Regions from separate parts of the Sus scrofa genome. Here region 2 is linked to region 1. A link is a contact called in public Hi-C data. All regions are on one chromosome and are shown on one strand. The core of a region is the stretch at or near the end of the contact, and the rest is flanking DNA. Distances in the headings are between cores, read along the strand shown.

Region 1 (2,721 bases), core at 106-2,605:
GGACTGTCGCTGCTAACAGCTGGGTATTTTTCCAACCAGACTTTTACCTGAGCACACTTTCTTGTAATCTCCAATTAACTACCGACCTACAAAATACCGATTCATTTTGTAAAATGTTTTCCTGTGCTTAAATAGAAGCACTATCTACCCATTAAAAACAAGGTAGATGAATAGCAGTGGTTTCAACACTGTCTACCATCTATGGTAAGTGGAAAACATTGCATAGCACATTAACTCACTCAGCACATATTTACCAAGGCCTACTGTGTGCTGGGTCCTATTCCAGTGCTGGACACAGAGCAGAGGCGCTTACAGCACACAGGTGAAGGTGAAACGTTTGCTTCTTATGCTTATGACAGAAGCATGTGTGTATATGTTTACATGACAGCTTAAAAAACTAGGTGAGTAGGGTAAGTAGTGGACTCTCGGACAAGAGATGTCGTCCACCTTTTGCACTTGATTTTGCAACCATTAGCTTTTGCTTTTGTAACAAGAGCCCCTTCTAATTTTAAACAGAGTGAAGGGGACTTGGCTTTTTCTACATGGAGAAAGGAAGCCTTTCTTTCTCCAAAGACCAGCCTAGAGTTCCTGTCCTGCCGCAGTGGAAACGAATCTCACTGGTATCCATGAGGACGCAGGTTCCATCCCTGGCCTCGCTCAGTGGGCTAAGGATCCGGCGTGGCCCTGAGCTGTGGTGTAGGTCGCAGACGCGGCTCAGATCCCGCGTTGCTGGGGGTGTGCTGTAGGCCGGCGGCTACAGCTCCGACTGGACCCCTAGCCTGGGAACCTCCATATGCCGCGGATGCGGCCCTAAAAATACCAAAAAAAAAAAAAAAAAAAAAAAAAAAAAAAAAGGACCAGCCTGGTCCTTCTTGTGGCTGCCAAGTAAGCTACCCGGCCAACCAAGCGCCTGAAAATTCCCTCATTTCCTCTCGAGTTAAATAAGCAATAAAGACACTGTCCTCAACGGTTCTAACGCTGATCGGGCGGGACCTCTGCGGCCCCACACCTGTCCGTGGCCTGGACAGCACACCGGGGGCTGCAATGACCCAGGCCACGCCCCGGGCCCGGCCCCCCATTCCCCGCACCCAGCGCCCTCTCCTCGGCCAGGGAAGCGAGGTCAGGGCGTCCCGGGACGGCCGGAGTGACCGTCAGGGCCGCAGGCTCGCCCCGGCGCTCCACGGGCTCCCGGCCGCCGGCTCGGCACCGCTTTACCTTCAGCGCCCTGGCCCGTCCTTGCCGCAGCAGAAGCGAGGCCGCCATGGCTGTGACTCCTACGCGCCCGCCCGGAGCCGCGCCGGGAGGGCGGAGGTCGCCCCGGACTGACGCGTGGCGGCCCGCCCCCTTGAAGGAGGAGGCCAATCACAGGCAGGGACGGCGAGGGGCGGGGCAGCGGCCGCTGCGCGCGCACCACACCCGAGGTCCTGCGCGCGCAACCGGGCCGCCTCCCCGCGCCGCGCCTCGAAGCCACGCCCCCGGGAAGAGCCGCCAGGCGCAGGCGGGTTGTTCTTTCTGACCCGGGTGACCCTTGGGCCTGGGCGCGGGGACACCGAGGTGGGTGTGGCGGGTGCCATTGTCGCTCTCCGACCGCATGGTTCCCTGTGGTCGTCCAGCAGGGCAGGTGGCGCCGTGGACCGCGCTAGTCTCTTAGCTGGGCAGTTCAGAAATGCAAGCTTTATTTTACCTGAGGGTTTATTGCTTGCAGTGCAATGACTCCCCCAAGTTAGATATAAACATGGCGTAGGTGTGGTTAGCCTTTCTTCTCCATATTTATATATATATATTTATGGCCACACCTTCGGCATATGGAAGTTCCCCAGGCCGGGGACTGAATCCCAGCCGCAGCGGTGGCAATGCCGGATCTTTAACCCACTGCTCCTGGCAGAGGATCCACCCTGCACCATGCAGGACCCCAGCCGCTACAGGGGACCCTTAACCCACTGTGCCCCAGCGGTAACTCCCCTCTAACTATTGATCCTGCCTTCTCACCACGGCCACTGCTGGATTCGGAGGAGCCTGTCCACACCTCAACTCCATCCGGGAGAGTCCCTCCACCTTGGCTAAGGCTGGAGATTCATTCTGGTCACAAGATACATGGGCAAAACAGATTCCCCCATGAAATTGTGCCCCAAAGGATTTAAAAAAAAAAAAAGTCATATAAGATTAACAGAAGCTTCTGTTAGGTGACTAACAGAAATTCTTGAGCTTCCCTAATAAAACAGCAGCTGAGGGAACAGCTGGCCAGAAACTAACCGGCTTTTAACCTGCCTTCACTGACCAAACTCAACTTAATTACTTTGGACCCCTTAACACACCTCCCCCCATAGATAACCCTGTGACCTATAGTGACAGAGGCTTTAGTGGTTTTCCCAGAGTTGGGAGTGGGCTTCTGTCAGGTTCAAGCCAGCTCAGACTGGTTGGAATCACCAAGACCGAAACCGGGCCTGTGCCATTTGTCGTTGGAGCTAAGAGGGCTGAAGACTCCAAACTCAGATCATGCTAAGGGCTTCCATTTTTGATGTGGCTCCCATGAGGAGTCGTGTGACTCAGCCTTTCCCTGCCTGCAACCTCCTTTCCCCGCACCTAAGACCACCTGCTTCCTCGTCCCATCGTCATCGCAAGCCCGTCACCTTTGGGGAAGTGGATTTCGGATTTGTTCTCCCATCTCCTCAATGGACAGTCGCCTTGCGAATAAACCCTCCCTCTGATGCACACCTCGGG
Region 2 (2,700 bases), core at 12-2,511, 120 kb before region 1:
CACAGCCACAGCCACACCAGATCCAAGCCACATCTGCTACCTACCCTGCAGCTTGGAGGAACACCGGATCCTTAACCCACTGAGCAAGGAGTGAGGCCAGGGACGGAACCCCCATCCAGTGGAGACTATGTCTGGTTCTTAACCGGCTGAGCCACAATAGGAACTCCTCACTGACGGAAGTTTTCAATAAAGCGCTGTCTTGTTGAGGCCGCTCCCCTAGCACAGGCACTCCTGTTTCCCTGCAGTGCCCAGTGCAGTGCTGGCACGTGGCCGGAGCTCTAATTAGTTGGGTGCTGGGCAAAGTAACTCCGTCCTCTGTTCAAGCCGGGGCCCCGCCCCTGACTTAGTCACAAGGGTCAGGGACTCTCCATGCAGCTCGGAACCTCAAGAGGTAGACAGGCTCTTTAAAAGTCAGGAGCACTCAGTTTGGAATATTTTTTATTAGTGGTGGCCTTCCTAGCGGTCAGAGCCTTCCTGGCTGTCAGCCTTTGGTGCCCCATGGCCAGGGAGAGCCCGCTGGCGGCCGGCCAGCCGCTTTGTGGCTTCTGGCCAAGTCCACGTGCTCTCAGGTTCCATCCCTGATGGGAACGGCCACCGGGCTGGGCAGACGGGGGTCCAGGGCGGAAGCACTGTATATGCTGGGTCCTCGGACCCTGAGGGGGAGGAAAGAACCGCATGGTGGATCCCAAGCCCGGGTGCTGTGCGCGCAGGCCCACGGCTTTCAGGCTCTGGGGTCCTGCGACCAGAAAGAACCGCGTCAGGCGGTCGCAGGACCAGGGCCGGCATGAGGGGACGCGGCAGGTGAGATGTGCGCTGAGGCCCATCCTCAGGGCCTCCCGACCGCACGTTTGTAACTCAGCAATGCGTCCTCATTACTCCCCGCAGAGCAAGGCGTTACCCTGGTGGACACTGGGTACAGAGCGTTCTGCACACAGAAGCGCGGCTCTGATTGGGGTCGTGTCGCGGGGCGGGGGGAGGGGGCAGGGGAGAGAGAGAGGGTAGGGGGCAGGCCGCGCGGGCGGGGGTCCGGGGAGCGGAGGGGACAGGGGCCAAGGGCGCCTGGTTGCGTCAAGAGAGATTAAGGGATGGGGGTGGGGTCCTGACCCGAGGTGAGGCTTTGGGGGCGGGGTGGGGGCGGGGCGCTGAGGGCGGGGCGGGTTGGGGGGGCGAGGGGGCGGGGACGAGGGAGGTGGCGGCCCGGCAATCCGCAACTTGGGATTGGCCAGCTGCCGGCCCCCGCCCCCCTCCTCTCGGCCAATCGCCTCCCTCCCACTCTGGCCGCCGGGTCCCCAGGGAGCCGGCCAGCCCCTGGTCTGGTCTCGAAGTCGCAGCTTTCCGGGTCACTGCTCGCCGCTCTCAGAGGCGCCCAGCCTGCTGCTCTTCCCCGGTCTCGGTCCAGGTGAGCACCTGCCGGACCGAGACTGAACCTACCCTTAGGCGGAGAGATCCGACTAGCGTCCAGGAGGGGGTCCCTGCCGCCCCAGCCCCTCGGCCTGGGTTGCATCATCTTGCACGCGCCCGCGGCGGACCTGGGCCAGCGCCCCGCGCGTCCCGCTTCCCCAACCCTCCCCTTACGGCGAGTCCGGACCATCCTGAAGCTGGCGATTCCGCGCCCACGTGGCCCAGGACCCCCGATCCAACTCCCGCGGCTGCGGATGGACCGCAGGGGGCGTGAGGGGCGGAGTGTTGCGCTGAGACCCCGGGAGGGAACTTTTGGAAGAGGCGCTCTGATGGTGCCGTCATTGATTTTTTTCGCTGCGTTTTGGCTGGGAAATGATTGTTTGGCAAATTACTGGCCTCCACCAGTTGTGTGTCGTGGGCGGGGGGGGGGGAACGTGTAAATATCGATGTAATTGCGCAGGATGCACGGGAGGTGGCCGCCCGCGGGGGGAGGGGGCCCTGACCCCAGCCCAAACCAGGAGGGTGGAAGAGAGTGACCTGCGACCCCAGCTTCGAGCCTAAGGTTGGCCGGATGGCTAGTCCGGAGACGGGGGAGGGTGAGTGGGGGAGGGGCGTGAGCGCAAAACAGCCTCCCACAGGATTACCTGGGGGTGTTTATCCCAAACTCTGTCCCCAAATGCCCCTCCCGAAGGCCGGTGACCGGGCCGCCTCCAAGTCCACCGTAGGGTCTCGATTTCCCGCCCTGACAACTCACATCGAAAGAGGAGTTTCCTACCGTCGGTACTCTCGGCCCTAACTGGCCCTCTTGGGCCGACTGGTGCCGTGTGCAGGGTGCCTGGGGGGCTAGGGGTCGTGACCCCCAGGAGGGTTCTGTGGTTTGAGGTGCTGCGGGAGCCAGCAGGGCGGCGTCAGGTAGCCCGCCTCCCCGGAACCAACGTCCATCGGCGCACAGGGCTCTGTGCCCGAGGGGAGCTGTGCCAGGGCCAGCGGGGCTGAGCCGGGCGGTGCCAGGAGAAGCCCGCCGATTGGAACTCAAGTCATCAAGCGAGCGACCCGCCTAGTGCCTGTGGGTTCTTCGGAGACTAGGTCGCTTTCAATCTTTGTTCCTGGCGGTCCTTACTTTTTGGGAGATTGCTCCAGGTGAGGCAAGTCGCCACATAGGAGGCGCGGGGCTGCCCGCGTGTTCGGGCTGCTTTGCGTGGTATTCTGGCCCGTCTCGCAGCTGAGTGCGTGCCCACCTGGCCAGGGCGCTGCAGGCAGGTCGGCCTCTGATGGGGAAAGAGTTCTGCTGGATGGAAG

Evidence for each region. Hi-C and Micro-C count contacts between places; a contact is called where the count stands out from the background.
Region 2: a Hi-C map of embryonic fibroblasts shows a contact between it and region 1, with 2.1 times the contacts expected there. The contact joins the promoter of CBS here to the promoter of NDUFV3 in region 1. A contact is called at or near these places in 1 of 5 promoter capture datasets (liver) and 4 of 47 Hi-C or Micro-C datasets (embryonic fibroblasts, fetal liver, liver and 1 more).

What each region holds. Positions count from the first base shown.
Region 1 is chr13:206,109,971-206,112,691 of Sscrofa11.1, reverse strand. It overlaps NDUFV3 (NADH dehydrogenase [ubiquinone] flavoprotein 3, mitochondrial), which reads right to left and starts at 1,355. Exons shown (of 3, transcript XM_021071042.1): 1 at 1,216-1,355. The coding sequence starts at 1,263. It overlaps LOC106505505 (a long non-coding RNA gene), which reads left to right and starts at 1,447. Exons shown (of 3, transcript XR_001299987.2): 1 at 1,447-2,721.
Region 2 is chr13:206,229,924-206,232,623 of Sscrofa11.1, reverse strand. CBS (cystathionine beta-synthase) reads left to right here and starts at 1,261. Exons shown (of 16, transcript XM_021071046.1): 1 at 1,261-1,399.